2 separate regions of the Rattus norvegicus genome follow, and region 2 is linked to region 1. The links are chromatin contacts, called in public Hi-C maps. All regions are on one chromosome and are shown on one strand. The core of a region is the stretch at or near the end of the contact, and the rest is flanking DNA. Distances in the headings are between cores, read along the strand shown.

Region 1 (7,063 bases), core at 2,380-4,879:
GTGCAGTAGTTGCTCAGTTTCCCGTCGGGAGTCAGGACCAGCCACAAAAGCTGGCACCATACTTCAGTCTTTGCCTGTTAATTCAGAGGCCCGAGGAGGGCAGAGTGGTGAGGTGACAATCAGTGGCCGCCATCATTGTGCCTTTGGCTTGAGAGCATTCCTTCCTCTGTAACTGTGACCTTGTATGCCATGGGAACAAGAGGGAGAAAATACATTGGAGAGTCAAAGGCCTAAGACTGAAAGGCACCACTTCTATTTCCGCTTCTTGTTTACTGGGTCAGTGAATTTGGTGTCATGTACTAGCTACCGATTCAAAGTGTGTACAGCCTTTGTGGGCTCACCCCAGTCAGACAAGATATTGCACCTGGCTAATGTTGCAATGGTCTCCAGAAGGCCACTGCACAGGTCCACCACTCCGTCCGCTTCAGAATGTTAACGAGGCAGGTGAATTCTAGGAACGCGGACCTTTCGCTACACTCCCTTTTGCTGTGAAGTGAGTTTGTTGACCATAGATAATGCTTTGTGGGACATCTTGATGGTGCACACGGCACTTTGCAGGTCTGTTGCAGGAGTCTCTGGAATGAGCATCCCAACACCAATGAATGTAGAAGACAGGAGATGTATGTACTGGTAGACTGAAGCCAAGATAGTTCTGGGCCCACTTGCCATTCAGTTTATTCTCTGAAACCACGAAGTGGGTTGGGCAAGCAAGCAAGATTTTACTGACATGTACGCAGCAGTCAGAGGGTTAAGACCAACAGCCCGTCATCTCAGCTGTTCCTCCTGGTCTTTCTGTTCTAGGTAGCGAATGACATCAAGCCTGGCAAATAGGAACTACAAGCAGTGCTTTCCCTAAACTACTAGATAAACCAATAAATCACCACCTAATAATCGGTCATTGCTTTCTTATTCTACTCCAGGAATAATACGGCATCAAAGTTTGGTGTTAGGGTAGGCACTTGGTGATGGCTGGATGGATGGATGGTGAGTAAGCCCATGTCACTAAGGCATGAGTAACCTCCATTGCTGGCACCGTGGTCCTTTGTCTACGAGCCTGTTTGGCAATGACAAGGCTGGCTGAGGAAAGAACCCGCTGGTGTCTGCAGAGTGGGTTGACTTATGGTCTCCATTCCCTTTTAAAATGCTCATTCTGGGAAGTCAATCTGCATATCTCCGTGATTAATTTCCTCTCTCCCTGCCCCCGCTGCCCCTTTAAGACAAGCTCTCATCTGCCCCACTCTGGCCTCACACCAGCCAGGAAACTGACGACCCTGAGTTTCTGATCCTCCGACCTCCACCTGCCAAGTGCTGAAATTACCACTGGATACCACCAGATGTGACATTCCCAGTTATGTGCTTTCCAAGTTCACAGTCACACAGCCAAACCACTGAGTACAGTCTATGAACTGCTACATCACCTCATGTGTTCTGTAGCTGTCCATTTTTAGACGGTGCCTGCATAGCATGAAGAACCATCTGTAAGCCGGGCGCCAGTCTTCTCAGGCTCCGTCAGCTTCTCTTAGGGAATTCTCCATGAAGACTTAAGAACTGGTTGAGAGACAGAGGAAGGGCAGCAGGGGTGGGGACCATGGGCATTTGGAAACTTTATTTTGTAAGTTACATGTCATATATATATATATATATATATATATATATATGTGTGTGTGTGTGTGTGTGTGTGTGTATGTGTGTGTGTACTTATATACATATACATATGTCTACATATGTATATGTATATACATAAATTGTATGTGTATATGATGTACATGCATGTATCATAGAGTCTTCCCATTAGTGATAGAGTACAGCTGTACACACTCAGCTTTATGGTCCCGTGTTTTAACACAACAATCACTTCCTATGCGTGGTGCAACTCACATGGTAACTTGGTGCCCTCTACGAAGGCTCAGTAATGGAAAAAGAGATTTCTCTTTTCTCTCAGATGATGTTAGGGCCTTGCTCTAAAAGTCCCACACTGTGAGTTCACCGTTAGGGCTTTCCAAAGGCCCTGGGCAGCAATGGCTACTGCTACTTTAAACATAGCTGCATGCGTTGGGTTACACATCCAGTTGGCATGGAAGCTTACGTTGAGCCTCTTTCTCTTGTTCTGGGTCCCACTCAGAGATAGCTGCCTTTCTGGTTGCCCAGTAATGCTCTCCAGTGAAGATTATGCTGACTTCAAACCCAGAGTGCTTGCCTCTGTGCTCTTGCTTGAGAGGCTGTGGATGTAACAGCTGACGCTTAACCTAAAAGCAGATGCCTTGAAATGTGTTCCACCACTGGCCCCTAACAAGCTTTGCATAGGGAAAAGGTCCCAGAGTTTAACATTCATGTGGTGTGCATGCGCGCGCGCGCGCGCGCGCGCGCGTGTGTGTGTGTGTGTGTGTGTGTGTGTGTGTGTGGTGAGTGTGAATGTCAGAGGACATTGTGTGGGAGGTGGCTTACTCCTTCCACCGTGTGAAGCCTTTGTGTCAACTCAGGTTGGCAAGGTTGGTGGCAGGTACCATTACTGCTGAGCCACCCTCTTGCTTATCAGTGATGTCTTCTGAAAGGAAAGAGTAATCCGGATCCTTGCATGGGATGTAAGATTAAGTGCTAGCATTGGTCAGAGACAGGGCAGTGAAGGTGTATTGTTAGCCGTACCTGCTGGAAGCAAGTCCATTCTGGTGAGTCTTCTGGTAAAATATAGAGGGAAAAAAAAGAACTAATCACTTACTAGACCCACAACTGCATCTGAGTTTCCAAGGTACACGTGGGTCTTCCTGACAATGAAAATCATATCTGGTGCAGCTGCTGTAACTGGAGGTACAGCCTGGCCAAGCTCCCAGTATCCCACCATCTTTCTCCATGACCCATTTGTTTTCTACACAGGCAAAATGGAGCTGACCAGGGTTGTGGTGGAAACCACCCTTAAGAGCACTGGAGTTGGCAAAGGACACACCAAGACCAACTTCTCAGCATGAAGGAGATTCACTTGTCCCGGAGGGTCAAAGGGCAGGGAATAAGAGACAAAGACAGGAGATGGAGGACAAGAGAGAAGGGGAAAGGAACAAAGGAGAGAGAGAAGGAATATTTGCCCTGGAGAGACAAAGGACTGCCTCTGGGTAGAGAGGAGTCAGGCAGGACCCATGAGCAAATGGTAGTTTATCAAGGGAAAGGGGGACCCAGTGTTAGGATGAGTTGTTTTATTTTGATTGGGCATTTTTTAAAAAGATTTTTTAAAAAAGATTTATTTATTTGTTTATTTATAAGTACACTGTAGCTGACACACCAGAAGAGGGCATCGGATCCCATTACAGATGGTCGTGAGCCACTGTGTGGTTGCTGGGATTTGAACTCAGGACCTCTGGAAGAGCAGTCAGTGCTCTTAACTGCTGAGCCATCTCTCCAGTCCTCGATGGGGCATGTTAATTGGGTGAGCCAGAAGGGGGCTTTTGGTTGCTGGACTTCAATACTTTGTAGTTGGACTTTGGTTGCCTCAGGAGGAGGAAGTGGCCAAACAAGGGACTAGACCATCTAATGGTTTAGCTGGGAGGAGAGAGAAAGGCAGAACCTGTTGGAGGGTGCTAAGCTTGTGTGCTCTGGTCTGCCAGAGCCCTTTGACCTGTCTTCAATGCTCTCTGGTTTCAGCATTACACTAACCTTGGCGTTTCTCCAGGAACGCAGCATTGACTCAGATCACCATTGCTCTTAAATGGAAGGGACCCCGACAGGCACATTTGGCTTTCCCCACCATCTTAGTTTGAGCGCCACGGATCAAGGAAGGCTTGTTGACATTACACCTTAACTGCCAACTGTGCTTAACCCGATTATATGTTCTGGAACTGTGAAAATCACACAGGGGCGATCAGTGATATGGACATAGAGTGGTCCCTGACCCCATAAGCCTCTACTCTAAAAAGTCTCAGTAGCACTATGGTCACCCGCATCCACTGTCATTTCATAGACAGCTTCTGGAAGTCTCCCAACGTTCTGAGCAACTGATTTTTGCCTTGTGTAAAGATATCCTGGTTAAAGGCTAGAGATCTCTTTAGGGAGAGGCTGGGAGAAATATTAACCATATGAAATGTTTGACTGAGAACAAAGGTTTTCTCTCTCATTCCAAAGCGTTTGATTCTGTAAACTGACCCAAATATAGGGATTGGACAAAAGGCTGTAACTTTTTTTTTTAAATGATTCGAATTCGAGTTTCATTGGCTGGACACAGAAGTTTCTCTTGTCACATATGGGTGAGAATTGAACCTGACTTGTCTATCTCACTCCTAGACTCACTATGATTAATGAGCCAAGGCCTTAACTCTGCAGAATCAATGCCTCTGGTATCTGTTCTGGCTGCACATCTTGTTGTCTTGGTGACTAAGGACCCATTCCTCTCATTACACTCAGTCTTCCCCCTTTCATGGCTGCATCCCCCAACATTTGGTCTAGCCGATGAAGTGAGCCCTTCAGAGTTCTTCAAGGATGCTGTGGTTCCCACCGAAAATCTACTTCGTACGCTACCTAGAAAAAGTATGTCTTTCGGACCCTCCTTACGTGGGCAAGTGTGCCATAAGTGACAAATGTACTCATGCGTCACTCCAGCCTCTCCGAGCCTTTGGATCCCTTCTTTACAAGAAATCAAAGCACGTTTAGTTCTTCAAATCCGCCCACAACCTCGACATGAACAGATGAAGGATGCCTCTTGTCCACAGAAACAAACACTTCCCCCACCCCCGACACAATGCATTGTTCTCAGTCACTGAAGTAGAACAGGAGGGGCCTAGTGTCCTGTGGTAACGTGACGCTGCTCAGATGGGAAAGTTTTAAAAATATTTTGTTAAGTTATGTGTGCACGAAGGCAGGCGCGGGCCCGCAGAGGGCAGGAGGAGGCATCCAATCTCTTCAAGCTGGTAGCTGTGAGCCGCTCACCATGGGTGCTGGGGACAGAACACGGGTTGCTCTTCAAGAGCAGCTAGAGCTCTCCACTGCTGAGCCGTCCATCACTCCAGCCCCTGCATGAAATAAGTCTCAACACACAGAAAGGGCCTTGGTCCTCAGTTGCCTTTCACCTCGGCTGCACAAAGAGTTTGTGTTGAAGCTAGACATGGCTTCAAACCCCATTCCGAGGTTCTCCTAGCTGACTAACTCAAGATGTCAAAGTTATCAAGGCTTAATGGAAGCCACAAGTGGCCAGCAGATAGGGTGCACTCAGAGTGTGTCAACCGAGGAGGAGCTTTTCTGGCTACTGTCACTGTGAATGTCATTGCTGTGCCTGCTGTGCACGGTTGGGGACTGCAGTGGTAAACTCAGCAGAATGAAAGTATATCTGGTACTTTGGGTCCCTCCTCGATGATGTGCACGGCCGGAAGGCTGCGAAATCCCACGCTGATGAAGGGAGACAGGACTGGAGGGAGGAGAGGAGTCTCCTTGGCTCTGCCCTCTTTCCCTTCAGGGCTGGCTAGAGTCAGCTCACAAGAGTTGACTGCTAAATTTCTCAGAATATTTTAAAGCCAAATTAAACATAACTCAGATAGATAACAAATCGTAAGAATTTATAATTAAATAAAGCTATGCTGGGAATTCATTATCAAAGTATGTTTTTATTTAGATCAGTTTTATTTTAGTTCTTTGTCAAGGGGATAAGGACTCCGCTCACCTTAGCTCAGAGAACTGCCCTTCAGCCCTCAGTGAACAGAAGATAGGAGTCTGAGCAGCAAGCACATCGCCTCAGAGCAGGGAACTTCTGCCTGATGCAGGCAGAGCCCCACAGCGCCCCACAGAGTCCCACACAACTCTCCTTACTGAACATTTTCCTGCATTACTTTTTGCCAAAGTTGGTGTATGTCAAACTGCTATTACGTCACTAGCATTTCATATCACATTTAGTCCTCTAACCTTATCAACTCGAACTGTTCCTCCACTGAGCACTCCGCACATGTGACCGACTCTAGCTATCAGGCTCATTTATTTAGGTGTCTTATTTCTGAGGCAGGGCCCCATGTAGCCCAGGCTGGTCTCAAACTTGCATGTTTATAGCCAAAGATGACTTCACTCCTGATCCCCCTGTATCTTTCTCCAAAATTCTGAGATTAAACCCAAGCAATGGCTTATAGGCATGTCACCACGGTGTCCAGGGTATGGGGTGGGGGCTTTGTGCATGCTAGGGAAGTACCCTACCAACTGAGCTTCACCTCCTCCCCAGGAAGGACGTGGTGAGAATTTTGTTGCTGGTCCTCCTTCCTCCACTTAGTCTCTTCTGCTTTCTGTAGGATAGTACTCAGTATGCATACACACATACACACACACATACAATACACACACGTACAATACACACATGTATATTCACATATATACACACATATGCACATATACATGAACATGCATATACACACATACACACATACACACATATACACATATATACACATGCACATATACATACACACCAAAACACACACATACACACATGTATATTCACATATGTACACACACATACACACATACACAAACACACATATACACACATATGCACATGCACATGTGCACACACATACACAATACACACATAAACACACACAAACACTTACACATATGTATACGCAAACATACACACATACATATAGTCTTACATATATGCTCATATATTCTGCTTTCTCATTTTTTCTAAATAAATGATAGGATTATGCATATAATCCTATTTTATAGAACCACATTTTTCTTTTCATTTAAATATATGCAGAGGTGTAAGTCTGTAGTAGCATTGTAAATATAATCATTTAATAAAAAGATGGAAGGAAATAATCTGAATTTTAATACCAAGTAAAATTAGAATCCCTTGCAGGCTTTTGTGGAAATTGATTACTGCTGCATTGTGAGAGTTGCTTATTGACAAATCGAATCAATTGGTAATCAGAATTTAATGTCTTAACTGCACATACTGTAACACACACATACACACAGTAGCTTTTGCGTTTGTATGTGGTTTTGCTGGTGTTTGTACACTGTAAAAAAACTGGCAGGATTTGGGCTGGTTAGTAACATTTTAATTCTCTATATATTTAAATAAGACTCAACTCAAACTAGA
Region 2 (6,818 bases), core at 1,633-4,132, 62 kb before region 1:
CTGAGTCTTCAGGTATGAGTCACTGTGGTAACCAGGAATGAGGGGCCAGAATTTGGGGTGCAGGGGTAGCTCAGAGAGGAGAATAATAGGACACAGTGATAAGAAGAGAGAAATGGGAAAATAAAGAAGGGGCTTATTATTTGGGGAGGTGGAAGGAAGAACCATATAGAAGAAGAGTTAAGAGGGATAAATTACACTAATCGTGCTTCAAAAAGGCACGGGGAGTCCTAACATAACATAGATATACACATTATATAACTTTTTTTTTTGTTCTTTTTTTCGGAGCTGGGGACCGAACCCAGGGCCTTGCGCTTCCTAGGCAAGCGCTCTACCACTGAGCTAAATCCCCAACCCCCACATTATATAACTTAAATGAAATTATTTCACTTGGGGTGACGAAAAGCTATGGGTTATCTAATAAAAACCCCAATCCCAGGCGTAAGAAACCTCCTTTCAAATTGTTGAACAGGAATGCCCAAGAGACTTGCCAAATGCTGCTGCCATTTCCCCGGTTTGTCTCCCAGAAGTGGAAGGGAAGACCCTACTGCTGAAGACTCCATGTACTTTGGACATAGGACTCCGGATTTTCACTGGAACTGATGGGAAAGCCTCCTCCCCAGGGCTAGCTTTCAGGGTTCTGGACACTGATATGCAAACTGCCAAGGGAGGGAAATAATCAATAGGTCCCACCCAGCTGTAATGAGAGGAAGCACAATGACCAGCTGGCAAGATAGCCCTAAGGTTCCAAGGGCAGCGCTTATCCCTGGATGGCAACCGAGAGCTGTCTAGTTGGACTCAAAGCCCATTCGACAGGAGGGAACTCATTGATACTGGAGCTTTAGCCAACTACCCAGGACCAGTGAGGTCATGGACCTTAATGGAGACTCTCCACCCACTGCTGTACTAGACCAACACGATTCCTATCTGCATCCTCACCACTTACACAAGTGAGTGTAGCTCTCACCCCTCGTCAAAGAGACCGTTGCAGAAAATCACCATTGGTCAAAATAGGGAGAACATTGGACCACAGGGTGCTTAGCGGCAGCAAGTACGTCTACAGCATAACCCAAGGCTCAGAGGCCATCAAGAAAGAGAGAACAGAAGGTTGTATGATCGGACCGGGAGGTCTGAGGTGAAACTGTTCTTTCCAGCCATGCTAGGGAAACTGTACACATGCAGCCGCAACAATATGGCTACCTGAACAATTCCACGTCAGTTTGCCATCCCAGTGCAGATGACAGAAATCTCACAGGCCCTGCCCCTAGAGGAAGAACTCTGAGGAGAAGTTAGTTTTGCCCAGGGATGAGCCCTGAGGGTTGGTTCTCTAGTACGGAGTAATTAGTCCTAGAAACATGAAACATCTAGGTGCAAACAGCACTGACCGTACGTCAGGCTGCACTGAATGCCGACTGCACATTCATTCATTTACACTTCTATGTGTATACAGCAACACGGTTGTATATGTTACGACAAAGTTAAGGAAGAGGAGGGTGTGAATTTGGGAGGGGAGGACCTGAGAGGGGTAGTGGGGAGGAGAGAGGAGGGCAGAAATGATGTGAGATAATTGTATTTTAATTAAGCAAAAATAAATATTTTTAAAGGGAGCCAATTGGGAGGTGATGCAAAAATTAACTATTAAAAGGTTAATCCCGGGTTGGGGATTTAGCTCAGTGGTAGAGCGCTTGCCTAGCAAGCGCAAGGCCCTGGGTTCGGTCCCCAGCTCCAAAAAAAAAAAGAAAAAAGAAAAAAAAAAAGGTTAATCCCGCCAATGATTTTATTTTTAAAAAGGACCTTGAATTTCCAGTCCTCCAGCCTCCACCTGCCGGGTGCTAGGATTGCAGGCCTGTAGCACCGTACGTTGTGTCTGTGTCCCTGGGTATCCATTCCTGGCTTCCTGTGTGCCCAGCAACTGTACCACGTGACCAGCCCACGGAAAGCTCTGCTTCCTCTTGCCTCGGCCCAGAACACAGGAAGCCGGGTCATCCCGAGTGCTGATCTTGCCACCCAGCGGCAGCTTCCCCTCCACATGCTTGTTCTCTCAGTGGGTTCTTTCTTATCCCCTGTGTGTGGATTCATCTCCAGTGTACGTGATCACTTGTTTCTGTTACGGCCACGGGCGTCTTTCTTCTTCCAATGCCTTCCAATGTTCCTTCCACTGTCAGACAAGCCAAATTCTCAACTGAGGCTCGTTGAAAATAACTAGGCATTTCCTCCCCACACCTGATTGAACCTGGAATGTTGTCATGTTATCAACCAAGACTAAAACGGAGTGTGATAAGAGGTAGCTTCCCTCTCTACAGCCTCCTGGCGGCATGTGTTCTCAACAAGTCCATTTCTAGTGTGTGGTATTACGACTCTCATTGTATTTCTTCTAAACTATAGCTCATAAAGATTGTTGCAAGAGTATTTCCCAATTCCTGGAAATTTTCGTGTTTCCTTGTCTCTGTCTCCTTTCCCGTCAAACTCTAAGTACTGGCTTCTTCCTATACCGTGTTAATGAGTAGAAACCCAATTTTCCTAATGACTTTCAGTGATATAATTCATTATGGTGACTAAAGCCTTTGCCTATTTAGGACAAAGATTTGATTAGTGGTCCTATCATAACACAGTGATTACTCTTGGTGGCCTGGTAGTGATCTATGCAAATGATCCTGAACTGGGTTGGAAGGACACATTCTGTAACCCGCCTTATCAGGAAAATTCAGATAACATGACTTTTATCATAGACATTGGCTCGCTGGTGGTTTAAAAATTATTCTTGTACAGAATTGCAAAAGGTATATATAGACACATGGAATGTCAGCTTAGAGATACCAAGATCCCTCTGCCACTCTGCTGGGGTTGTGACCAAGGGCCAGGTTTGCCTGTGGCTTGTGGAGGGGCGGTGCTGAGCATACAGCCTCTAACAGGGTCAGTGGAAGATGTCATCCGAGAGTCAGCCAAGTCTCCTTCATAAGTACAGGGGTGTCATCTTCTCTGTCATGTCTTCAGAAGAACTCCTTGGTTCCTTGGACTCCTTTGATGCGAGAGAAGATGACATATTTCTGGTTTCCTACCCCAAATCCGGTGAGTTTACTCCCTGAAGTGCACTAAAAGATACAGAGTAACAAATGCAACGGTAAGAGGTGGAAACATTGTTTCCGTTCATTTGGCAGACTGTTTATTCCAAAGGCGGGGAAATGGTCTTCAAGGATTTAGATTTCCTTAAAGACTCAGGTGAAGTAGTTGGAGCTGTGCGGAAGCTTTCCATTTGATTTATGAAGGTGCATAAATCATATGCAGTAAGCAAAATTGGCTCTGTGAGAGATTCCCACTCTCTCCTGCCCATGACTAAACAGCCTTTGCTCGCTCCTACTTAATTGTCGATACCTTTGTTCACCTGCTCTAATGAGAGCTCTAAATACTTTCCCTGCTACACTTTTACTTCAGAATGGATGTCAGTGGGTATAAGCAAGGCCAGGCTGCACTTCTGGGAGTTGGTTCTATGCTGACTTCCTTTTGTTATGTAACGTCCGGTTGCCTGCCTCTGTTTCCAGAATAGTGGCCACATAGAGATGGTGACTACAGGGAAGGAGTTCAACAAGGAGTAGCCAAGCTGCCATTTGTTTAGTCACTTATGAACTGTAGTTCCCCGTCAGACAGGTCATCAGTGTGGGAAGAAGCAAAGTGCACAGGGGTCAGAGGCTTTTTGAGAACACGCACACACACACACACACACACACACACACACACACACACACACAATTCTTAATTCCAGTTCCAGAGAATCTGAAGCCTTTTTCTGCAGATATCACGTACTCACAAGATACACACATGCCTGCAGGAGAAACACTCACACTAATAAATAAATCTTTAAAAAAAAGAAAAAAAAACCCAGACCTTTGTAAAGGATACTTAATGTAAAACTTACAGAGCAAGTCAGATCACTGTAGACAGTATTTATTTATCCAGTCAGTGTCACTGAAATCACAGTGAAATAGTGGGCACTAGCCTGGTTTAACCTCCTCGGGGATGTAGTCTTCAAATGAGCAAAATGTCCCCACTCCCTCCTGCAAGCTTTAGTTTCTCTGCTGCAAAATTGGGGTGCAGCCATCGTTTGCTTCAGCAAAGTGTGGGGTTGAATTCTTGGCTGGGTGACGGCAGTGGGATGTTCAGGGAAGAGCTCTTGTGTAGCATGAACACAGCACATGGTTCAGACCCCTGTATCATCCCTGTGTAACATCTCCCCCACCATCAACAAACACGAGAACAACTGGGCAGGCACATGGGTAAAGCCCTTCCTGTGTTAGCCTGGGCCATGTGAATTTGATCTGGTGAGCATGGATACAGGGGGAAGCCATGACCGATTCTACAAAGCTGTCCTCTGACATTCACGTGCCCTCTGTGGCATCCCCTACCCCCATTGTGTACAAATACAATAATAACAAATACAATTCAAAACACCCCCATCCCCACCCCACACCCACCCACAAAAACCAGAACCTAAACAGAATTCTGTGCCGTTTTTCAAATTCCACGGTTTCCACCTTTTATCTGAGTATGACAAACATTTATGATTTAAATGCTTGGTTAGCACAGATACCATCCCATGCATACAGAGGATCTGTGTCTCTCTTCAGGTGCCATTATAACTGTGTTCTGGTGTGTGTTCTAACAGAGGAAGGGCCTGGGTACCATGGGGAGGCAGAAAGGAGAGTAATGTGAGGGGCAGGTCGAGAGGCTTGAAGATGGCCTATAAAAAGAGAAGCGCTCATGGTCCGTGGGAACCACATTAGGGAAGATGCATGTGAGCTGGTGATTGGAAGTTTCTAGAAGTGAGTGGTAACAATTACTTTAAAGGAAGGGCTCAGCAAACGTCCTGTGCAAACCTTTGCACTCCTGTAACCGGAGTCTACTCCACAAACCCAGTTAGCATTTCACCAGCTTCCAGGGGTGTCAGCATCAGAACCACTGAGAGCAGTCAGGCTTGCGGTGTTCACATAACGTGCATTTGCGCCCCGTGCTCAGGTGCAACGTGGAATTACAAGTGCGTTCCAACCTCTGTTTGCTTGCAGGCACCCACTGGCTGGCAGAAGTCATTGAGCGCATTCCCAACGCCGGCATCACGCTCACATCTCCTGTTGAACTGGGAGACATTTCTAAATTTGAAGAGCTAAGAATGGTTCCTAAGAGAAGAGTTATCCCGACCCATCTGAACTATGAAATGCTTCCGGTGACTGTGAAACAGAAGCAGTGCAAGGTGGGTGCTGTGCCCAGGGGCAACCTGGGAATGCTCAGTTCTGCTTAGGGGCAGCCTCCGGGTTGCTCAGTGCTGCTGCCCAGGGGCAGCCTCAGAAATGCTCAGTTCTTTTCCCCCAAGGATTCATTTCCTTTTCATTTGATGTGTAAGCGTGAGTGAGTGCCTTCGGGTGTGTATGTGCACTATGTGCATGCAGTGGCTTTGGGCTCCCAAAGGAAGCAAAAGTTCTCCTATAATTGGAGTTACCAGTGTTGTGAGCCACCACGTAGGTGCTGGGAACTGAACCCGGGACTCTGCGAGAGCAGCCAGTGCTCCTAATCACTGAGCAGTCTCTCTAGCCCTGGGGCTCTGTGTTCTTGCCCTGTCATGGGGCTCCGCGGTAGTAAAGTAAGTGCTGTTTGTATTTATTTTACCTTTTCTGGGAAAAAAGTTATTATAGGAAGAAATGCTACAGGACGGTTTCCTTGATCCATTATTAACTCACGGCCTAGAATTTTTAAAAGCTAATTATAATTTGAAGGACATTTTCCATTTTCACAGCTTTATTTTCCTCCTTTACATTTTCACAGGGAGATTTTTAAATGATAAAGGGATAGGAAACCATGCTTTTAGTTCATGTGTAACAAATATTCTCAGTGTGATTGAAACGTATCTGTACAGGAAAAACAATACCAGGAGCAAATAACTCAGCAAGCAAAGTGAATTTCTAGCATATGGCATTAGCAGTCGATGTAATCTTTTTAGGAATGTGCGGATAAGGATTCAGCTCCTGGATTAAATACAGAGAGAGGGAGAGAGACATGGAAGGACACTGGAGATGGGAGAGTAAGGAGGAGGATGAGGGGAGGGGAGAAAGAGGAAGAGGGAGGGGGAAGAGAGAAAGAGAGGGGCAGAGAGAGGGAGAGAGGGAGGGAAGAAGAGATAGGGAGAGAGAGAGGGGCACAGAGAGAGACAGAAACAGAGAGACAGAGAGGGAGTTAGAGAGAAAGTGAGGGAAGAGGGAGGGAAGGAAGAGGGAGGGAGGGAGAGAGGGGGAGAGAGGGGGAAGGAGAGAAGGAGGGAGGGAGGGAGGGAGAAAGAGAGGAGAAGGAAATGAAGGAAGAGGAGGAGGAGAGGGGGAGGGAGATGGAGGTGGGGATCTAATTCCAGTAACTAATGACATTCTCAAGCAATCATTACCAGCCAGGCAGTTTGGTATTTGTCCCACACACATGACACATGTGGGTGACAGGCCACTTGAGCAAGGACCTGAGTCCGAGACAGGTTCTTCTTTACCTCTACACTGAATGTGCAGCTTTAAGGTGCACCCTTTCTCAATAGACCTGATGGGAAGGAACCAAGCCTCTTCCCTTCTCCTCCAGAAGATAGGGATGACATTAAATGACTCAGCAAATACTTTCTTATCTAAGTCAATTGCAGGTCCCCTGGTTGTCCATTGAAACATAAATCGAACACCTTGTTCCTATCAGCTCATGACGCAATGCTGCATATAATTAAAAATGTAGGCCCTCCATGGATATGGTTATTGGTTAGTCCTGAGGGCCTGAGAGTCAGTCAACTTTTCCTACTTCCCTATCCC

What was found. Hi-C and Micro-C count contacts between places; a contact is called where the count stands out from the background.
Region 2: a Hi-C map of liver shows a contact between it and region 1, with 2.5 times the contacts expected there. The contact joins the promoter of Sult6b2 here to the enhancer-like site in region 1. A contact is called at or near these places in 3 of 12 Hi-C or Micro-C datasets (the A7r5 cell line, kidney and liver).

What each region holds. Positions count from the first base shown.
Region 1 is chr4:177,429,552-177,436,614 of GRCr8, reverse strand. No RefSeq gene overlaps it. Among named protein-coding and RNA genes, the nearest start is that of Cmas, 17 kb to the left of the region's middle. Within about 2 kb of position 3,629, at least 35 of the 93 cell types and tissues checked have an H3K27ac peak or open chromatin away from gene starts, as enhancers often do. A contact at or near this core is called in kidney and liver, where this site is marked.
Region 2 is chr4:177,491,441-177,498,258 of GRCr8, reverse strand. It overlaps Sult6b2 (sulfotransferase family 6B, member 2), which reads left to right and starts at 2,882. Exons shown (of 6, transcript XM_575715.8): 1 at 2,882-3,066; 2 at 5,055-5,239. The coding sequence starts at 2,922.